2 separate regions of the Zea mays genome follow, and region 1 is linked to region 2. Evidence: chromatin contacts called from public Hi-C data. All regions are on one chromosome and are shown on one strand. The core of a region is the stretch at or near the end of the contact, and the rest is flanking DNA. Distances in the headings are between cores, read along the strand shown. Region 1 holds the start of LOC100280136 (Auxin response factor 16). Region 2 overlaps LOC111589306 (a long non-coding RNA gene).

What was found. Hi-C and Micro-C count contacts between places; a contact is called where the count stands out from the background.
Region 1: a contact with region 2 is called in a Hi-C map of root tip, with 6 times the contacts expected there. The contact joins the promoter of LOC100280136 here to the enhancer-like site in region 2. A contact is called at or near these places in 13 of 25 Hi-C or Micro-C datasets (bundle sheath, ear, endosperm and 5 more) and 1 of 3 datasets of contacts at active chromatin or transcription factors (leaf).

The regions. Positions count from the first base shown.
Region 1 is chr5:50,934,000-50,939,135 of Zm-B73-REFERENCE-NAM-5.0, reverse strand. It overlaps LOC100280136 (Auxin response factor 16), which reads right to left and starts at 3,224. Exons shown (of 4, transcript NM_001361024.1): 1 at 2,928-3,224; 2 at 1,438-2,762; 3 at 359-1,350; 4 at 1-193. The coding sequence starts at 2,553. The coding sequence ends at 124.
Region 2 is chr5:50,833,012-50,837,881 of Zm-B73-REFERENCE-NAM-5.0, reverse strand. It overlaps LOC111589306 (a long non-coding RNA gene), which reads right to left. Exons shown (of 3, transcript XR_004849418.1): 2 at 1-749. Among protein-coding and RNA genes, the nearest start is that of LOC111589306, 3.6 kb to the right of the region's middle. Within about 2 kb of position 1,876, at least 14 of the 20 cell types and tissues checked have an H3K27ac peak or open chromatin away from gene starts, as enhancers often do. A contact at or near this core is called in ear, endosperm, leaf mesophyll and 2 more, where this site is marked.

The DNA of each region.
Region 1 (5,136 bases), core at 1,975-4,474, 100 kb before region 2:
CTGTAGAGCTACTAGTCCGACAAATCTTTGGTCCTGGATCAGACGCACGCACGCGCTCCCGTTCCGGGGCGCCTCCCACTCCCAACCGAAACTGCCGAACCGCCGTCTCCTTGAGACTGGACTCTACCTCGCTAAGCTGTCGCTGCTCTCGTCCGTCAGTATGGTCAGCCTCCGGGCGGTCTTGGTGAACTCACTGCACATTCACAAGCATGTTACAAACCAAGCGTACATCAGTACCGTCCAGGCGTCCTAGTCCTAGCTTTCAAGCAATTCAAAGCCAAAGTACCCCCAATACTAATAGGATGCTTCCAAGGAAAGAACAGCCTGCCGCGAGGGTACGGAGTACGCACGGACGGACCTGAAAGGCTCGTCGCCAGGGTGCTTGAGCGCTCCGGAAGCGTCGTCGCGGTAGAACACGTGGCTGGTCAGCTCGGCCTTGTCGACGCCGAACATGTCGGCGAGCCTCTGGTAGAGCTCCTCGTACGACGCGACGGCGGAGAGGTCCAGCGTGCGCCCGACGTCCTCCGACTGCATGAACACCTTGCAGTGCCCGAGGAGGTCGTCCTCAGAACCTGCCGCCCTGTTGTTGCACTCCTCCTCCTGCCAGCACGCCCGCGCCGCCGGGCCTCCGCCACTGGACGTGCCGTCCTGGTTGCTCCTCCCAGGGCTCGACACGTCCGAGTTGCTCACCGTCCTCTCGGCCACGTCGTCGTCGTCGTCGGAGGGGCTCTTCTTCGCCAGCGCCGGCACGACATTGCCGCCGCCTAGCGATATCTGCTGCTCGGTGAGGATCGCTTTCCCGAAGAGCATCAGCTGCGGTGCCGCCGCCGTGGACGCCTTCTTGACGTCTGACGGTGGCTTCTTGCTCTTTGGGGTGCCGATGGTGAGCAGACACGAGACGTCGTCTCGGGCCGCCGGGTGGCCGCCGACGATGAGCCCGGCGGCGATCCTCGGCTGCTGCACCTGCACCTGCACGCCGTGGTCGAGCTGGCGGTGGAGCCCGTGCGGTGACAGGCCCGGCTGCAGCTTGTTCAGGTGGAGATCTGATAAGGATATGCCGAATTGAGCATGCCTGGCTCCCTGTATGCCTGCAGGAGTGCCGTCCGGGAAGTAGCACATCGGGCCACCGGCGCCGCCACGGCCGAGGAGGGGGCTTCCGTGGAACATCGGCGCCGGGAACTGGCCCTCCAGCGGAAGCTCCGGGTACAGTGGGACGCACAGCTTCTTCCTGGGCGGCGAGAAGGGCGTGGCTGTGAGGTGATGGATGACCGGCATGTTCGACACCAGCTCAACCAGCCATGGGCTCACCCTCTTCACGTTCTGTAACAGGTCCGGCTCATCCCAGGCGACCTGTCCCCGGCACACACACAAATCATCAGCATGCATTGCCGCAAGCAAATCATCAACTTTGATAGTTATGGAGCTTGGTTCGTTTACCTGGAGAAGCCTCCAGGGTGAATTGGGCCATCGGATGGGGTCAGCGACGTGCACGGCGGAGACAGTGCCCATGAACCAGCTGATCCGGGACGAGTCCTCCGTCTCGAAGGCCATCTTGAACCTCATCCCGGGGCACCACTGGGTGCGCATGGCGGCGCGCACCGCCCCCGCCTTGACGCAGAACTCTGGCGTGCTCGCCCTCGGGTAGTACACCACCTCGAACGGCTGCCCGCTCACGGCCAGGTTAGCGGCCTCGACGACCTCCTCTGGCCGCACCCGCACCCTGGCGGCCTTCCCCCTCGTGGCGGCCGCGGCCATCATCTTGCCGCCGTCCTCTTCCCCTCGCAGGAACATGGAGAACCCGGCGTACCCGCCGCCCTGCGGCGGGGGCGGCTGCTGGTGGTGGTGGTGCATGAACTCCGGCCCTCCGATGCCGCCCTTCTTGGCGCGCCGGATGCCGACGCAGAGGTCCCCGTTCTCCGTCCGCATGAACACGATGGAGTCCCCCGCGACGAGCTTCTTCTGGTTCACGAAGGTGCTCCAGCCGGTGGTGAGCAGGTGGCGCCGGGGCGTGCCGCGGTAGATGTGGCGGAACTTCCAGACCACGCCGTGCACGTCCTTGGCGAGCACGGTCTGCACGGGGGGGTCGGCCGAGTAGTCGAGCCGCGGGAAGATGGTCTCGGCGCAGTAGCGCGGCACGGAGAAGCCCCCGCCGTTGTTGGCGTCGGACTGCGTGAGCGTCTTGGCGAAGGACGCGGGCTTGTCCTCCTGCGCGCCCGACGCCGCCGCGGCGCCAATGGCGTCGTCGGCGTAGCCCGGCTCGTTGGGACGGACCGGGGCCAGGCGGATCTTGGCGAAGACCTCGTCGGTGTCCGGATCGGCCATGAAGCGGACGGCGGCGACGCGGCAGAGGACGAGCGCGGGGACCCGGCCGGCGGGGAGGTCCACGGGGCCCTGCGCGTGCTCCGCGTGGCCCTGCGGGAAGTAGTACACCTTGGAGTGCACCGCCGGCATCTGGACCATCCCGCCGGCGCAGGCGTGCCACAGCTGCGGGTCCAGGCACCTGTCACTCTCCCGCTCCCGCTCCATGGCCGCCGAGTCCACGAAAGTAATCATCTCCCACCGCCCACGGCCACGCTACCCGACCCGACCCAACCCGTAGCCGGAGGCGATTTCAGCGGAATTGGGCAAGATCTCCACCCACCGCGACAGCCTTTATGGATGAAATTTCACGCCTCCTCCACTAGCACGAGAAGAAGCCTTTCCGCTGGACAGCCGCCATCACCACCACCATCATGATCAGAGCCTACCGCTGAAGAAAAAGGCTGGGGGAAAAGAAGCAGCGGGAGGGGGGGTGAGAAGAAAGCAAGGGGGGTTTTTTTTTTCTTCGTTGGCCTCCGCCTCAGAAAATCTTGCAGGGAAAGGGAACCCAGGCAGCAGCACGGCAGGAGCACCACAAGATTGCCGAATTCATCCGGTCAGTCACTCACCTCCGGGCTTTGGCAGGCAGCAGCAGCTTCAGATCCCTCCAAAGCAGGGGCAGCGACGTATTCGGGGGGGCAAAATCGGAACAGCTCGACAGGGCTCGTCGTCTCCCTCCCTCGCTCGCTCCTCTCTGCTGCAGCCTCTGCAGCGCTTTGCCTCCCCACCCACAGGCTCTCTCAGGTGAGCAGCAGGCTCAGATTCCCCCAGACTGCAGCTGACATGGGGTTCAGCAAAACAGCTAAATAGAGAGAGAGAGAGGTCAGAGGAGGGAGAAAGGCAGGCAGTCAAGAAGGCGGGGAAGCAGCAGCCAATTCTGCATCTGAAGCAAGTACCACTGCCTACTAGTACTACTACCACTAAACTCCTGGTTAGTAGTGGCTTAATTAATTGTTTATTAATACCTTTTTCAGTTGCGCAGCCAAAGTGCCAGCGCTGATGATGATTTTTCTCTCCCCCCCACCGCACGATGAGCTGCATCATTGTACCATTATCCACTGCTGTCCCGTAGCCGTTCTCTGCTCTCTCTCTCTGAAATCTCAATCAGCATCAGAAGGAAACAAACAGACGGGACCACACGCTAAATCGACAAGTGTTGTTGTTTTCATCCTAGTGTTAGACAATAATGCGATGCTTTTTTTTCCACGGAGCTACTAAGCGTGTGTGTGTATACTGTATACACACACGCGCGCGTTCTCTTTTTCTTTTGTTTTATTTAGCTACCTTTTGAAAACTCTACTACGCCTGAAAACGCACAGGCCGAAACTTTTTGGAATGGCCGACTTGCATGACCGGCGGCACCGGCCGTGTTTCCGCAGCTTTCTCGTGACCACGACACATGGAGGGGATGGACTGAATCCGTGACTCTTCTTCTTCTTCCCGAGGGTTTCGTTTACGGCAGAACAGATTTTTTTTTTTCACCGGAGCTCATGGCGGCGTGGGGTGTTGATGAGTGTTGATGGGTGGCAGCTTTGCTTTGCTCGGTGTCGGTGATCATTGCCATGGAGCAGTGCTGCTGCTAGCTTTTCGTCGGATGAGGGGAAAGGAAAACTGGCACATGGTTTGACCTCAGTCGCGGTGGAACGAGCCCGGCCGACGAGGGCTACGAGTCAGTCACGGGGAAGCACTGTACATACCAGCTGAAGGAGAGGAGACGACGACGACGACGAGACGAAGAAGAAGAAAGCATGACGCCATCCTCGGCACAGGATTTCAGAAAGAAGAGCAGCAGCGACCGGTGGTGCCGCAAAATGGGCCAAGTTGCGGCCGTGTCCTCGCGCCCCGCTCTTAATTCTGACGTACCACATGTCGTTCCGACGCTGTCAAAAGATGGATCTCGATTCAGCTAACCACCGCACCTCACCGCACGCACGCGCACCTCGTCCCCCATGTACACGCGTCATCGCTTCTTCATCCTTAAAGAAGCGACGAAAATAATGCATGAACGGGCCTCGTCGTGTCGGCCTGGCGATTTTCCTTTTCGTTTCAACGGAACACGAACCAGCAAGCATGCAGCAGACCAGGGAACCATCGGCAGGCGGTTCCTGGTCATTAGTTCAAGTGTCGCTGTGCCATCTGGGACAGACGGCGGACAGGCGTGTAGTGTGTGGTCAAGTCGCTCGCGCTGTCGCCGTCGGCGACGTTGGCACACGGCCGGCCCTTCCCGGCGGGCGATTGGTCGCGTGGGAATGCCCAGCCCAGGTCACCTTGATGGCGGGGTGGAGTGGACTCGTGCTCTGCGGTTGCTCTCTCGGTCTGGTGTGTCTACTCTGATGTTGCCCGGTCATTTCGTCCCCGGATCCGGGATTAGGTGTGCGTGTGGCGACTTGCGTTGCGAGGCAATTAAGAATGCCATCCTTTTCTTAATTATTAATCAGGGGGTGTGACGTGAATGGAATTGATCAGATCTGACCACCAGACACCTGGGTTAATTAACCGGTATTCGCGGATTAAGAATCCCAGACAAGGTCGATGGATGGATGGATGGGCATCGCATCATCATTGATACAGGGACTAGTAGGGCAAGATCCTGCCGCGGCTCCGAGTTCCTGTCCCATTCCTCGCCAGACAAGTTGTAGCCAACCTGGTGACCGGGCATCTCTCCAACCATATTCTCTCTATCCTTCTTTTATGTATGTCCTTTATAGACTTTTTTCAAAAGTTTTTTCTGTTCTATATTTTATTTCTCTTCAACAACGTCTTCTATATCTCGTCCTC
Region 2 (4,870 bases), core at 627-3,126:
AAGGTAAACATTTGAGTTACGCTGATATGTAAATATGAGATGCAGGAAAGCAGAATTATAGTTTATGTAACATTTGAGTTACGAGAAGGTTTGCTTCCAGAATCTGGGCATAAAATGAATTTATGTAATGCAAACTATACAGATTGACAGATAGTGTTCTTTAATTAATGAGCAGCATAATCGCAACAAAGAAAACTATATAATGGCTGCATCGATTATACTGTCATCAATTTATGATAGTTCAACCAAAAAATGTGTTATCAATTACAAAGCTAGACCATTAAAGAAAATTGTGAGGCTAAAATAATGTTAGTCGTTATTACAATGAATCCAGGGACCAAAACTTCTTTTACAAAAGGTTATAACTGCCCTATTAATTCATCTATTTTCTTCTAGGACATTTATCTCTTTCTTGCTATTTTTTCTTGAACTATTGTGTGCATGTAATGCAAACTGAGCACATTCTTAGAATCTAAAGGTTAAAAATGATATCAAATCTAAAAAATGTTTGTGGAGATAAAACATATATAACAATTTGCAGAAATATCTTATTACCATTTCATAGAACTTGCAGAAATATCTCAGCATGTGGTAATATATAACATCACCGACAGCAGTTCCTCGAACGCCGGCTCGTCGCGGGTTCCAGCGTGCAGTCGGCTCGCAGGCGTCTCGGCGGTGTCCACGACGGAGGGGATGGGGGAGCAGGCAGTCACGCAGAATCGTCACAAAGGGCATCACAAATCCTGCTGGAGCCCCCACAAAACAGCTACATGAGGTTGAGAAGCTGCTGGATCCTGAACGCCGCAGTGTTTGTCAGCGTGAAGGCCTACCTGCGAATGGCCCTATCAGTCGCAGCCCCCATCACGGAGGACAACATGGATTAGAGGGAAAGAGCGTGCGGGTGGGCAGGAGGCATGGTCCAGGAGCTGGGATTTGAGGATGAAGAGGAGGCGGGTGAGGGTTCGTGTGGGGAAAGGAGGTAAGGTTAGGGAGGGAAGAAAATGAGGGAAACAAAGGGAAGGCACCTTTGGAACGATGACGGGGAGGCGATCCGCCATGGATCTCGTCTATGGGGATGCTTGTTCGCCGCGGTCGAGCTGGCTTCGCCGCACTCACTCGTGTCGCACAACCGCCGCCACTGAAAACCTAGTCTGAGCCATCGCGGAAGGCCATGTAGAGCGGTTGGTTTTATACGATGGTACATGAGCGTAAACATTATAGTGGGTGGACCGGATGGTGCGCCTGGTCAACCGGACGGGTGGTCGGGGCTTTCTATAGTTAAGCAGAGCACATGACTCTAAATACATATACTATATACTATATATATTTATATAATGTGTGTGTAAATTCAGTTTTGTTTGAAAATTTATAAAAAAGCGGGAAAACTTCAACTGACAGTCAAATAAAGAAAACCGCCAGTAGATAGTGTATTTCCACCGGTGGTTTTATTAAGCAAACCGTGAATTCTATTTGTAGTGGTGGTTGTCTTGACCAACCACTAGTGGATATGATGTTTTCACTGGCGGTTTGGTTCCAAAACAACCAACAATAAAAATACCGATTTCCATTGTCTCATAGCACTGACATCACTGAAAATGCTAGTGCAAATAGGTGTGGGACAGCCACTATAGCTTTTATGTGCAAGTGGTATCTACGGTTTTGTACCTCGAAATAGTGCTGTCACATAGCCGGCTGGGCTTGATGATGACCTTGTCATGCATTCGCGTACGACACTACGACTGCTTGGTATTTTGTCAGGCCGTATAATTCCAGAGTAGCAGGCAACAGGCGTATATTGGCAGTCTAGGACACGGCTGCCCGATGGATACCCAGTCCTACGTACAGTAGTACCAGGGTACTCCTAGTCCTCGCTCTGTCATGCGCGCAGGCTTTACGAAATCAAGGCTCGGATCCCCCAGAAGATCTCGCTGCTGGTGCTGGGGGCGCGCGCAGAATTAATTGCAGGGAGAATATTTTACTGCGTGCAGAATTACACAATCGGCCAGACCCGTCAAGACAGAAAGTAGCAGCAGTACTACCGTCTACCAGTACCAGACACACACAGCAGCTGACCAGCTGTTTAAGATAGATACCCTATATATTATTGACTCTCTCTCAAAAAAAGGGAAAAAAATAGAACATGCAATTGTCAAATTGAAGGGACAGGCTTCATGGCTATATACAATATTGGGATGTATTTGGTTCACTGACTAAAGTTTACTTTCGTGTCACATAAAATAAAATGGCTAGCCTAGTACATGTCGCATAGCTAATGTCATCCTGTCCTCTTCATGCGTGTGCTACCTCAGGCTAGCTTGATTGTCTTGTCTGTAGTCTGTCTGTCTGTACCGCCACGAGAAGGAAAAGCTGTGACGCATACTACGCTGAATACATGGATCCGTGTGGCCGGACGGTCCATGTACCTGCGTGGGTGTGCGCGCACTCGTATAGTAGCTGGACGAAGAAGAAGATGTGTGAGCGTGTGTATAGTGGCTGGATGGATGAAGAGCACAAAGGCACTGTAGTCTGGTTGAGCGTCGCGTTTCCAGCTAGGGCCGCATGCACTGCCTGCGTCCTTGCGAACGCATGTGAGTTAAGTGTCCCGCCGCTTTACGATCATCCTGCTGTTTCAATTCAGAAGCGCGTACTATGTGCCGTGACTACCACGCGCGCGTGGGCGGAGCCGGCGGCGGCGGCACGCTGTGCCCTGCCCTGTGACTGGGACGCGAGTGCATCTGCATCCGCACGGGGACGCCGCGCTTGCCGGTCTCAACGGCAATCCTCGCCTCGGGATCCAACCCAAACAGAATTCAGCAAAATTAAAGGTCTCCCTGTCTCCAGAGGGGAACTGCTACGTCCACGCAACCAACAAGGCCCAACTTGGGGATCGATGCCATTGATTAATAATTATGCCGAAATCGGCTAGCGGCCGAGAACAGCAGTTTAAGCTAGCTAGCTACAGATCTTGTCGAAAATACGAGGGAAAAAAAGGCAGATCAGAAAACAGATTATTATTCTGATGCAGTGATGCTCGAGCTAGCTACACTAACATACGCGTTCTTCGCAGCATGCAGTCACGATATCTGTTTGGTGTTTAGTACCTGTACTACTACTAGGATTGTCGTGTTGATTGATGATAATCTGTCCGGACTCCGTCGATCCGGAGGAGGAGCCGGCCGGTGAACGAAGAAGCCCGGCCTCTCTCGCTCACGCCGATCCATGTATAATCGCGCGCGCGCGCGTCTAGGGATCGGCGCGTCAGCAGGGGGCCATCATCGTCGGTGCGTGGACGCGTGAAACAAGGCCGGCCGGCTTCTCGTGTCGTCTCGTGTCAGCAGTGGGCTTTTGACTAGCTAGTGCTACTAGAAACGAAGAACCTGCATGGCTGGCGCGTGAGGCCGGCCGGCAGAAACGTAGGAGACCGCGGCCGTTGTTCCTGGGTCTGGAGTAACGTAGTACGTTGGAACGAAGCGAAACGCGAGGGACGCCTGCTCCATCAGCGGTGACGACGACGGTCGGTCATCAGTCCGGCCATGTGGACGTGGTGCCCCGACGACAGGCCGGCACTCACTCAAATCGCGTCCATCAGTCACGCGCTCACGCCGAGCTCCGGACACCATGGGCCGGGCCCGGTCCCTTGTGTCTTTTCCAGCGGGCCACAATAAGCGCGCGGTTTACGACATGGTTGCGTGCTACGTGGGTGGGCCGAATCGTTTCGTCATTGAAAAAAAAGGCCCCGTTTTGCCTCTCTAAACGACCAAGTTCAGAGTACTTTACGATTTATTAGTTTGGTGGTTTTCATGTTAAACTCAATGCGGTTTTCATATGGCTTGAAATAATTTTCGTCTTAGATTTTCATGTTTAACTCAATGATGTGGTGGTGCCCCGACGACGACAGACACTCAAACTGCGTCCGTCGCTCACGCCGAGCTCCGGACACCGTGGGCAAGATGGGCCCGGTCCCGTGTGTCTTTTTTAGTGGGCCGCGATAAGCGCTCGGTTACCGTATAGTTGTGTGTGCTACGTGGGCCGAATCGTAGTGCATTGTAATAGAAAACGTCTCCTTTTGGTTCCACTAGTACAAAAAAAAAAGCTCTCTACAGACTCGGTTCGTAACTTATTTTTACTGTCATTTTTTAGAACCCCAGCGGTTTTGTCCATAGGCAGTTAACTGGAAAGTGGGAATTGATTTTCGCCGGTGGTTCATTTAAGACAACTGTGAATGAAAATAGTTAAGAAAACCGCAAATACAAATTCTTTTTTAAAGAAATATAAATCGGTTTTAAAAATAGTACCAAAAAATATTTTTAATCATGGAAGGCCTCACTTGCCAGTACAAATATGGAAACCCTGCTAGTAAAAATATTTTATACCACAACCTATACTTCATCACACACCATTCATTAATGCCTATACATGCACTAAAACATTTTTCGCAACATCCGAAACTCAAAATCAATACCTACTACACAAAATTATGATGAAGCACCACGGATTACTTTGCTCTAAACTATCATGACGTAACCATAAAATCTCTAACTTATATTAAGGCACCACTCAAATATTGCAAGGGACATGCATGATTTGCCCACTCCTCATTTTTCACTAACTCTTCTTATAATTATATACTAGCCAGTTGCCCATGCTCTGCTACGGTTGTTATATATCATATAGATAAGTATTGAGATATTTATTCAAATATAATATTGTTTATTTCTAAACAATAAGGTATGTGTGGTCTGGTGGCTCCAAATTTCTGGAGCAGGGGGCGTGGGTTCGAGTGCTCGCTCTGCACTATTTTTTGCGCAGTGTGGTAGCTACACGGGCGGGGTCGGGCAATCGTAGTAGCTGCGTGAGCGCTACAGGT